2 separate regions of the Gossypium raimondii genome follow, and region 1 is linked to region 2. A link is a contact called in public Hi-C data. All regions are on one chromosome and are shown on one strand. The core of a region is the stretch at or near the end of the contact, and the rest is flanking DNA. Distances in the headings are between cores, read along the strand shown.

Region 1 (6,346 bases), core at 312-2,811, 230 kb after region 2:
ATTCATCGAGTACTCGTACTCCTTCTTCATCAACATCTGCTCAAATTTATCAGCAGCAAGAGCTTCCGCAATCTGCTTCCGACAATCAGATAATAACAACTCATGGTACTTATCCCTATGCTTACTTAAAACATTAAGCAATGCATCAACAGGGTAGCCATACCTACGCAAAGTAACTCCTAACAGACTCACATAATCCTTAATCAGTAACAAGTGATTAGCAGTTTGCATTCTAGAAAACTGATCCTCTAAAACCGAGCACATTTTACTAACAGCAGTCTCCCATAAATTCTCAACTTCCATTTTGGAAACCAAACCCCCACCTGTCCTTAAAATGCGATCTTCTATGATAAAAAACCCCGCAATTTGGGCAAAAAATGTTTGATGAGATTCAAGAAATGGGGTCATAGAAGAAACTTGAAAATCCGACGTTAATTGAAGCTTCCTATTCTCAAAATAATACTGCTTAAATCGTTCTTCGAGTCCTAAAGTTTGATGAATATGATAAGCTCTATATAGAGGAGTCAAATCAAATCCAAACGATCCGTTATTACCGTTACTATAACCGTCGTTCTCGTCTCCTCCGAGTCCACCGTCGTCGTCATCTTCTTCTAAAGCGTATACGCAACCTCTCAAGCTGAGTCGACTCTGTTCTTCGGCTTGCCTTTGCTTGATTCTCAGATCTTCTTCGCGTTGCCTGGCAGCCGAGGCTTGTCCGATTGCTAATTGCCCTAAATTGCGGCTCACCACGCGAATATCAACGAGCCAATCGCCGAACTCTTTACTGATTTTTCTCTCGATGTGAGATCGAATCTCTGGAATCTTCCTCTCCAACATCCTTTTTAAAGTAGACGAAGGTGTTTTATCTTGGAACTCGTTCTCGATCGAGTCTAAGCACTTCAACGCCATATAGAAACTGCCGTTTGAGAGATGAAGATTTGCTCTTAAGCAAAGCTCCGTCAGCTTAATACACAAAATTACCGATTGCAAAGCGGAGTTTACGTTCTTGGAAGCATTTTGAGCTTCGACAAAGGAATCAAGGGAAGAAAGGAGAGGACCGCCGACTGATTGGAGCCTTGAGTTGGAGTCGGAGAGAGAGGATTTGAGAGAATCGACATCGGAGAGAAGAGATCGAAGATCATCGACGGCGAGGATGAAATCTTGGTAGTGAGATTTGCAAACTTCTTCGATTTCCGATTCTTTTGAACGAGCGAAGTGACGAAGGTGATGGAGGAGGGTATCAGGCCTTCCAGAAGCGAACACTTTGCGGACAAAAGGACCGAGGTCCTCGCCGTTACAGATGGCGGAGGAAAGTAGGAGTTGTTCCAATTTGTCGCCGGAGTCGCCGCCATCAGCAGCTGCTGGCGCTACTTTACGGCGCGACCTCGTTGACTGCATTTCTTTTAACGGTAATGGTGATGGCGCCGTGATTTAAGAATGAGAGGGAGAGATGGGGAGCGGTGAATCGGAAGCTTTTGGACAGAGTGACGAGGGTAAGCTTTCTTTTTCTTTTTCTTTTTCTTTTTCTTTTTTTCATTTGTTAATTTCGGTTTGACGAAAACGGCACTGAGATGATGGAAAATAGTAAGGGCTTATTAGTAATTTTGAGACTGCAATTGCCAATTGGAGACTTCCTCGTTTTTTGAAAGTCGCAATTGGAGACGTGGTAAAGACTACGTTTTTATGCAAGTAGAATTTACGCGACGGAGCTGTGCTTGGTTCGAGGAATATAATGTTTTTGGGGGTAAATTCTTCGTATAATTACTCTAAAATTACTTTATTATTATTTTTATCACTTTAATTTTTTTATTATGAAATATAGCACATTTTTGTTTTGATCATTAGGATGCCACATATTAAAAAGTCGCCTACAGACACTTTACGTCCAATCATTTTAGATAACGCTTGCATCTTCTATATTATTGTAGTTACTGGCACAAAGTTAACCAATGTTTATTCCTCAGATATCGTCATTGCTTCTTTTCTGGGAAAAGAAGTTCACGACCCGTGGGCCTTCTACCTCCACGCTACATCGCTCCGTTAGGTTTTTGCCCATTGCGAAAAATTCCCCACTGCTGACTCCCGTAAGAGTCTAGGTCGTGTCTCAATCTCAGTATGGCTGATCATCCTCTCGAACCAACTACTGATCATCGCCTTAGTAAGCTATTGCCTCACCAACTAGCTATCAGATGCGAGCCCCTCCTCAAACGGATCCCTCCTTTTGCTCCTCAGCCTACGAGGTATTAGCAGTTGTTTCCAACTATTGTTCCACTCCCAAAGGGAGGTTCTTACGCGTTACTCACCCGTCTGACTTGCATATGTTAAGCATGTCGCCAACGTTCATCCTGAGCCAGGATCAAACTCTCCATGAGATCCATAGTTGCATTACTTATAGCTTCCTTGTTCGTAGACAAAGCCAATTCGAAATTGTCTTGTATCCATGCACTTCATATTCGCCTAGAGTTCACTCTCAGAAATATAGTCATTCCTACCCCCTCACTCAATCTCACGAGCCTCTTATTCATTCTTATTCGATCACGGCGGGGGACAAGGCAAAATAGAAAAACTCACATTAGGTTTAGGGATAATCAGGCTCGAACTGATGACTTCCACCACGTTAAGGTAACACTCTACCGTTGAGTTATATCCCTTCCTTGCCCCTTTCAAGAAATAGAACTGACTAATCCTAAGTCAAAGGATCGAGAAACTCAACAACACCACTATTCTTAAACAACTTGGAGCCAGGCTTTCCTTTCACACTATTATTCTACAAATTGTTATATATTATTACATGTCATTAAAGTGATTTACAAAAAAGTTTAATATTAACTAAAAAAATTTATTGTTTATAAAATGACCAATAGTGGTCTCTAAATGGGGTTTAGAGTTTGATTTTGGATTTAGGAATGGTAATGGAGTTTAAGGTTTAATGATTTTGGGTTTAAGGACCACTATTGATCCTTTTATAAATAGTAAAAATTTTTAGTTAATGTTAAATGATATTTTTGGTAAACTATTTTAATGATCTGTAAAAAGATATACACAATTGACAGAACAATCAGCAATACGTGGCATCCTAGTCAGCTTTTTGTTTAGGTTTTAACGGGACAATGATCAAAACAAGAATACTTACAAACGGCAGTGCTATATTTGACAAAAAAAAATTAAAGTGACTAAAACATGAATGAAGTAATTTTAGAGTGACTATTTGAGTAGTTTACCCATATTTTTAAGGTGTAATATGAGATTTCTCTAATAAATTTTTACCTTTACATTCCAAAAATTATCTTCAATAGGTGATCTCATATTTTCAATAAATATTAAGATTTCAAAATATATGATGTGAATATCATATTATTTTAGATAATTTTTTAGTTGTGGTTGATATTGGCAATGTTACAAGGCTCTCTCCAACTGTTATATTCTAGTTTTGATCTCATTTTGAAAGGTTAAAGAATTTGATAATATGCTTAGAGTAAAGAAGCAGGCAAGTCTCTTAGATTTTTTTTCTATTTTTTGTTAGTGAATCTAGAGTATTGAAAGTAACATGAATTCGTTGAAACCTTTCTTTCCAATCTTATAATTTTATAAAACATCATCTTCTTAATTTTTATACCAAAATTTTCTATAGAATTAAACTATTAGGGTTTAATTTTGTTCATAGAAATTGAATCCATGAATAATGGGTATTCGAGCCCCTAATTGATGATGACGATGTATTCGAGTAGAGGGCTTTCGACCCCTTGGAAATTTTAAAATGTTTAGGGTTTTTTTTCAATTTTTAATCTTCTCTTTCAATTGATTTGTTCAAAATTATATAACATAGTTTGGTTGCTAGAATTAATGAATAAAATAAAGTTTGGTTGTGGTTTGCTATTGTTGGTTGATATAATTTCTTAATGTGCCAATTCCATACATATATATATATGTAACACCCCTAACCCGTATCCGTCGCCGAATTAGGGTTACGAGGCATTACCGAACAAATTCAACATTTTTAAAACCAAACTGATCACAACGTAAAAATTTAATTACTTTCGCATAGCTATTATAATTTACAATCAAAATGTAATTAACATCGTACTCAAACCTATACATGCCATAAGATTGAGTTCAAATATTTAACAAAATACCAAAAGAAGTCGATAGTGTGATGGACTATCTTGATGATCCCCGAGCTCAGAACGCGTCTCCAAAATCTATAAAAGCAAATGGACGAAAACAAACAAAGTAAGCTTTTATAGCTTAGTAAGTCTATAGCATATCTAAAATACATATAAAAGAATCATATAATTCTTTAATTAAATTTATTGAAATCACAATTATCAATAATAATTACTAATCAAACATTGCTATATTAAGTCATTTTGTTTAAATCTAAATGGATGTGTATTTATCTAACACACATAAACGAACAAATGTATATACATTATATGCATATAATCAATTTACTAACATAATCATTAATCGCATATCTTGATTTCTATAGTACTTGTTGTTCGCACTTCATCGGATCCATTTAAATATAATTGTTCAAATACATATACCAAAAGCATAATTTTTATACTTATCCACTATAAGTGCCGAATGCACATTTACACCTATACCCACCTATGCCGAATGCATACATATATACACATATATATATATCCAACAATTTCATGACAACCGATATATATATATACATACTTACTATTCACAAATATTCGAACGATTATATAATCATCAACCACATTGATACAATGTTCATAAACTTATCCATTTCATATAAACAAAATCATATATATTTATACTCAATACATAGAATCACTTAATTTAAACAGATTCAACGGCACTTAGCCTGCTAGGCTTATAGCCTGATTCAGATCACCGGCACGTAGCCTGCTAGGTTTATAACCTGATTCAGATCACCGGCACGTAGCCTGCTAGACTTAAAGTCTGAAAAATTCACTGGCATAAAGCCTGCTAGGTACAGAACCTGAATATCACAAATACAAGAATAATTTCTCATACTGGCATTACACATGTTTAAAACATATACGTATAATTCATGTAGCATTAACCACACTTTCAAGAAATTGGCAGACCATAGCTCAGTTATATCTGTACTTACAATCCATACTTTTAGCTCAATACAAATAATTGTATATACGTTTATACCCATTCAAACCACACTTATTCCATAATATATAATTCATACCTTAAATTCAATTCCAAAAAAAATTATACAATTATATACATATATATATATTGAGACTTCATATACATATTTTCATAACTTCCATACTTCAATCAATTCAAAACCCTATATATTTATATACATATATTCGAACAATATATAAATATCTTTAATTCATAACATTAGATTCATTTCACAAGAATTGAAACATACCTTGAACCACTTATATATATATTCGTACCATATATATGTATTATACATACCTCCGCTTAAAATCAAGAATTTATACCTATGCAACATTCATACTTTAACTAATTTCAATAATATATATATATGTGTATATATATCCTAGCATTATATATACATATACATATACATGCTTATTCAAATATCAACTATACTCTTATACATTTCTTACCTTTATTTCAACCCATAAATCTATACAAGATTATACTTGTATATTCGAACATGCTATATATATAAATATCATCCATACTTCAAAATTTATTCAATCAATATACTTTTAAATATAGCTCAACACAAAATACAATTAGTATACATGTGTAAATATTAACTTAATAACTTTTAATTGCTAATAGACTTACCTCGGATATCACGGACACGATCGACTATTCGATTACTTTCGCTTTTCCCGATCCAAATTCGTTTTCTTCGTTTCTTGATCTAAACATAATCAAATTTAACCTTTTATTCATCAAAACATTCAATTAAGTCCAAAATACATAAATGGGAAAATTACCATTTTGCCCTAACATTTTACACTTTTGCAATTTAGTCCTTTTGCACAAAACACAAAATACACAAAATTTGCCCATACCACACAAGGGCGAATATTCATGGTTCTCATACAAGTCCACACATTGCATTTATTTCACATTTTAGTCCCTCAAAATTTATTTTCACAATTTAGCCCTAAATACTCAAATTTATCAAAATCCCAAGACAAAACATGTTAATCTAAGACATATCTTCCATTATTCATCATCAAACATCACAAAGCACAAATATTCATCAATGGCATAACTCAAAATATTCATTAAAATCAGAAATTCAAGCATGGGTCGGGTAGTATTCAAAGCAACGATCTCAAAACGTAAAAGTTATCAAAACCGAACAAAAACTAACCTTGAATTAAGCTTCAAAAGA
Region 2 (6,121 bases), core at 2,925-5,424:
ATAAATTACATGGCAAAATATCCATAATATTATATTATTTTGTTTAATTTATTTGGTTAAGTTATTGTCTTGTTTAATTCATTTGTTTAAAATGTAAAATTCAACTAATGAAAGGCACATTTACTAAATTATAATTATCTAAATTATTTTTAAAAGTTCCTTCAGTATTTTTTATCACAATTTTCATAAAATTTTGATAAATTATAGTAATTCGTATTTTCATTATAATTTATATATGACGTCAAAATAAATTTATAAATCATGTTGTAATAATTAATAATTCATGAAAAAACAATTGCATCCCCAATCATAATTGTAGTTACATATTAATAAATAAATTCAACCAAAATATGTTAATAAATAAATCATTAGAATAAATATGATAATTATAATTTTAAAGTCTGTCATCAACTAGAGCGAACAACGCCGAAGACAATAAGAGGAGGCAACGAGAGGGCTCAATCAGCCACACCACCCAAGTAGAAAGCAATTCCACGAATTGAACCTAACTCAATATTTATTTATTCATAAAATATATAAATACAAATATAAATAATGTATTTAAATATTTTAGTATACCTAAAATAATAAAATCAACATTCTTATTTGAAGAACTGCAATGAAGCTATAAATAATTTATTTAACAATTCAAATTTAGATTATTTTTAACTGTTCATAAACATACATGTAATTATAAATTCATTCATTTTATTTTATTTCCTTTCATCTAAAATGGGCGAATAAATAAAACCTAGAAATAGCTCAAGCCAGGTAATAGTTCTATTTCCACCTTTGATTCAATCTTACATGTCCTATTAAACATTTGATATCAATACTAGTGATCTGATTACTTTTCACGGTAAGCAAAATAATTTTATAAAATTTTACTACCGATATTTTTACATAAAAATATAAAATTGCCTCCTTTAATATAATGATTAAAATTATTTTGATTAATCATAATAAAAGCTTTCAACCACTGCAGTGAACATTTTTCAGATTTATTACGAGTGATGTTGAAAATCACTAAGATAAATTCCGACACAACATTATATCATGTAATTAACAAAAAAAAACAAATCAGTAAACTGATAAAAAAAACATTTAAAGCTTAATCCGCCTAAAAGAACAAAAGTTCATATCAACCAAAAAAACACAACATTGCCTCAACAAAATTACTTAAGACATCACTAAAAATCTAAATGTCACGTTCGATCAGTACTCTTCAGTAAGAAATTTTACTTTTTCTTTTCTGTTTTACTTCTTTGACTTCTTGGAACCCCTGAAAGTTCAAACAATGGGAGAATGAAATCATATTACTTAAAAACACTGATCCTTTTACCAAAAGAAATTCTATCTTGAAGATGGTACTTACACGGCTGGTTGCACAGCTGCCGCAGGCTGTGCTGCAGCTGGCTTTTCTCCTCCTCCAGGTCCCTAAAGAGAAGAAAAAAAAATTGTACATTAATCCATAATTACATAAAAGATGACCAATCATGATAAGAACTGTACCATAAGACCACAGAATTTCAATCTTTTTACTAAAATAACAGTAAGAAAATCGTTACGGTACAAAAGTTCTTACCTGGGCCAAACGCTCTTCCCTCCTAGCAAATTTTCTTTCCCTGCTTGCCTTATTCTTAGCCCTCTTAGCTTCAAACTGGTCAGCCAACGTCTTTTCTCTGGCCTTCTCAGCCTTAGATTTGTGGATGCTCTCCATGAGAACTCTCTTGTTCTTGAACACATTACCCTTGACTTTCATGTACATGTCATGGTACATGTGCTTGTCAATCTTCTTTGATTCCCTATACTTGCGGAGCAAGCGTCTCAGAACACGCATCCTCCTCATCCACAAGATCTTTGTGGGCAACCTTGCCTCCCTTGTACCCTTGCGCTTACCTAAAATCAGCATGGAAGTTAAGACCCAGTTAATCAATATACACAAATTTCCAACAATCGAAGTTTTTGGTGGCTAACAAAAGATTCCTCACAGGATTAAGAATCCTCACAGTACTTCATTTAATCTTTTAATAAAATGGTTTTGGACATTGTAACTTGGAAAACATGATGCATAATCAAGATTCAAGAATATAATCTGATTTCTACATGATACAGAATCTGCAAGCATGTAATGAAGTAATTCAAGCTACCTACCCTGCATCAGTAAATAACATCTCCCGTTAAATCTCACCATCATAAAGTACATAGAGAAGACATACCATAACCAGAGTGACGCCCCTTTCTCTTGGCTTCCTTCATGCGGCGCGCGCGAGACCGAGAGTGAATCTTGGTTGGCTTCCTGATGATAAAACCATCTTTAACCAGCTTTCTTATATTCTGGCCTGCATGCCAAACCAAATATAAACACGGTTATAACCAAAAACAATAAAGGAACCATTTTTTGTGCTAAGCTACAAACAAACTAACAAATCCATAGACTATTCAATCTCTTATAATAGATTACATCAACTTCAACTTGCTACTAATTGTTCAGAATTACAGCTAGTAAAATATAAAAAAATTTCTTAAAAAATATCAGAGGAGAAAACAACGATTTAACCTTGTACAGAATTCTACGATTAATCTGAAATTTTAATCTTCAAATGCAGGAAATCTCAAGTCAACTAAAGTAGCATTCGCTATAAGCTTTAGTTGAAAATATTTTCTCTCACAAGCAAACAAATAAATAATAGCATAATAAAAAATCAAATTGTATATATGCCAAAGCTCATCTCAGTGAACTATATAACACTTTACTGTTATAAATCACTAAAAAAGCTTAAAAGTAAACTACATCAGCAATCAGATATTAAATTCCTAAAAATTTAAAACTTCTTGCTTCGTTTTCACTATTTACCAACAAAACGATGCGAAATCAAGTCCAAATCATACCTCAACTTAAAAATGATTATTACGGAAGCGATACTACTCGAGTCAGTAAAAAAAGTGAAGGAGAAGAGGAAAACGTACGAGAGTTGGCCATGGAGATCTCGTTGACTTCATTTGGATCGAGCCAAACCTTTCCTTTTCCACACTTTAGAACGCTCGCTGAGAGCCGTTTCTGGAGCTTAAGCGATACCATCTCTCTCTCTCTCCCTCTCTTTGGTGTGCAGCTAACTGCTGTTAGCAAAGAAGGGCAATGCAGAAGTGATAGCGGCTTATTTATATGACCGCTTTAACCCTAGGGTTTGGAGGGTGTCTGCTTGCTTGATTTTAATATTTGGACCGGGTTCTTTAACATTTTGGCGGTGATTTTTTTGTACGGAATGTCCTTTCAGTTGTATGTTTATGGGCCGTTAGCCCAATTAACTTGTTCATGGGCCTTGTAAACAATGAAGGATTTAAGATTAGATTCCGAGGTGTCCAAAAATAATCCAATTTCGAAATTTTGATTCATTACTTATGCCAACTTTATAGCACACTCAAAAAATTAGCAAATATACATATTAAAAATTCATATAAAATCAAATAAAATTTTACTTTATAAAAATATATTTTAATAATATCCTAATTATTCAATTGATTTATAAGCTTATTACTATTATATCATACCATATATTAAAAGTTTTAATTGATATATTATGGCACACTCCTCGTCTACCATCCTACCTAAGCCTTAGATTTGTTATACAAATCATGTATGGGTCAATTCCACTGTACCTCCTAATACTATATCCGAATTCTAAATTAATCCTCACACTTTAAAATATTTCAATTAAATATATTATACTAATCAAATTTTTTGTCAACTTGAATGTTAATTGCTAACTCGTCTATATCTTGAAGTTTATTTAAATATGTGTATATAGCTCGGATTTGATACATTACAAACCAAACTGTGTCACTAAAATTTATGAAAAATTTGTCAATGCAATAAGTTCACACGTATCTAGAATTAGATTTGATAATGATACTTTGATGATTCAATTTGAACATTTTGAAGTTTAAGGATCAATTTCGAATTTGAATCATAATCAGGGGATGGTTGGTGGAATTAACCCGAAATATATTAGTTAGTGGTAGTCAAGTCTGTAGATGTTTCTGCCATCGTGCAACCAAATCATGACAAAGCCTATTTCTTCTATTGCTTAATCAATGACGCAATATACCAAAATTTCCTGTATATATACTGCAGTGAAGGTAGCTCCCTGCACTTCATCCCATCATATTTCTTCTCTTTGTGCTCGGTAGTTACAGTTGGAAAATATGGCTATCGCCCGTTCCTTGTTGGCTACCTGCTTGCTTTTATGTTCATTGCTTGTCATTGCTTATGCGAATGACTATGGTGGTTATGATTCATCCAAAAGCCCTGCATATGATTATGGTGCAAAACCAGAAGCAGAACAGAAGACTAACTATGAAACAAAGCCGATGCCAAATGGAGAAGAGAAGCCCGAGTATGGCACCAAGCGAGTCAACCAACAACAGCCAGAAGAGGAAGAAAAGCCTGATTATGGCACCAAGCAAAATTTCTATAAACCAGAGCTAGAAGACAAGGAGAAGGCAATGCCTGACGAGTCAGAGAAACCTGGTTATAGCACAAAACCACAGCCAGAAGAGGAAGGGAAGCCTGAGTATGGCACTAAACCAGAGCCAGAAGAGGAAGAAAAGCCTGAGTATGGCACCAAGCAAAATTTCTATAAACCAGAGCTAGAAGACAAGGAGAAGGCAATGCCTGAAGAGTCAGAGAAACCTGGTTATAGCACAAAACCACAGCCAGAAGAGGAAGGGAAGCCTGAGTATGGCACTAAACCACAGCCAGAAGAGGAAGAAAAGCCTGATTATGGCACCAAGCAAAATTTCTATAAACCAGAGCTAGAAGACAAGGAGAAGGCAATGCCTGAGGAGTCAGAGAAGCCTGGTTATAGCACAAAACCACAGCCAGAAGAGGAAGGGAAGCCTGAGTATGGTACTAAACCACAGCCAGAAGACAAGGAAAAGGAAATGGCAGAGCCAGAAGAGACAGAGAAGCCTGGTTATAGCACGAAACCTGTCTACCAAACACAACCAGAAAAGGAAGAAAAGCCTGAATATGGCACTAAAATTAAGTTCTACCAACAGCAACCAGAAGAAAAAGAAGGTAAAGAGAAGCCTGATTATGACAACAAAGAACAACCAGAAGAATACAAAAAGCCAGAAGGAGAAGAGCAGCCTAATCTTCCCATTGGTGTTGAAGGGCTTGTTTTATGTAAATCAGGTCCCAAGTATTATCCTATTCAAGGTATAATCCATTTGAGACGCACACTATTTAAGCATTTATATTTTATGTTTAAAGACTATTCAAATTTGTTTCAATGATCACAGGTGCTTTGGCAAGGATAACATGTCTAGTTGTTGATGAGAACGGGTACGAGAAGACTCATTCGGTTTGCAGCGGAGAAACCGATGCAAAGGGTTACTTCTTTGCGAGATTGTCTCCTTCGATTTCAGAGGACGGAAGTTTAAGCAAGCTCACAGAGTGCAAGGCATTACTTGAAAGCTCTCCATTGGAGACTTGTAATGTTCCCGTGAATGTCAACAAAGGCATTAGTGGTGCTCCTCTTTCTGATTTCCGTATTCTCAATCACATGAGGATCAAGCTTTACTCCGTTGGACCTTTCTTCTTCACCTCTCAACCTAATAATTCACTCCCTAATGGTTACTAAACAAGCAGCTTTAATTCTTTATTATTTTTGTCTGTCTGCTTTGGTGTTGAAGAAGGGGAGTGGGGTTTATTTCTATTTAATCAATTTGTTCTATTAACGTGTTAAGTGCTTAATTTGCTTTATTAATATTTCCCACGATTATTTTGTTGGACTAATAAAGTTCAATGTTTTATTTCCCCATTTTCTAAAATCCAATTGCATTTAAATAGTATATTAATTATCTAGCAAGTGTAAAGAAGGGGTAAGAGAGAGTGTAGCGATTAGCAATCATCACATAGAATTACATTGACCACCTCCAGTAATTTATTCAATTGTCACAAATATTATTGTAAAATATTGAAGTACACTTATGTTTTTTTAGGTGAGTATATTTGGGAATTTAATTTAGGATGTAAATGAGATACTGGTACACGTAAATTACTCGAGTTTAATTCGAAAAAAATTCTTACTTGATTCGATAATTATCAAGTTGAATT

The links. Hi-C and Micro-C count contacts between places; a contact is called where the count stands out from the background.
Region 1: a contact with region 2 is called in a Hi-C map of leaf, with 3 times the contacts expected there. The contact joins the promoter of LOC105764104 here to the promoter of LOC105764098 in region 2. A contact is called at or near these places in 2 of 2 Hi-C or Micro-C datasets (both in leaf).

The regions. Positions count from the first base shown.
Region 1 is chr12:40,180,363-40,186,708 of ASM2569854v1, forward strand. It overlaps LOC105764104 (exocyst complex component SEC15B), which reads right to left and starts at 1,562. Exons shown (of 1, transcript XM_012582572.2): 1 at 1-1,562. The coding sequence starts at 1,398. LOC128035594 (a long non-coding RNA gene) reads right to left here. Exons shown (of 3, transcript XR_008192091.1): 3 at 4,696-4,978.
Region 2 is chr12:39,946,712-39,952,832 of ASM2569854v1, forward strand. It overlaps LOC105764098 (proline-rich protein 3), which reads left to right and starts at 4,175. Exons shown (of 2, transcript XM_012582567.2): 1 at 4,175-5,221; 2 at 5,305-5,835. The coding sequence starts at 4,207. The coding sequence ends at 5,645. It overlaps LOC105764097 (60S ribosomal protein L19-2), which reads right to left and starts at 3,143. Exons shown (of 5, transcript XM_012582566.2): 1 at 2,971-3,143; 2 at 2,220-2,342; 3 at 1,586-1,899; 4 at 1,376-1,437; 5 at 981-1,282. The coding sequence starts at 3,082. The coding sequence ends at 1,258.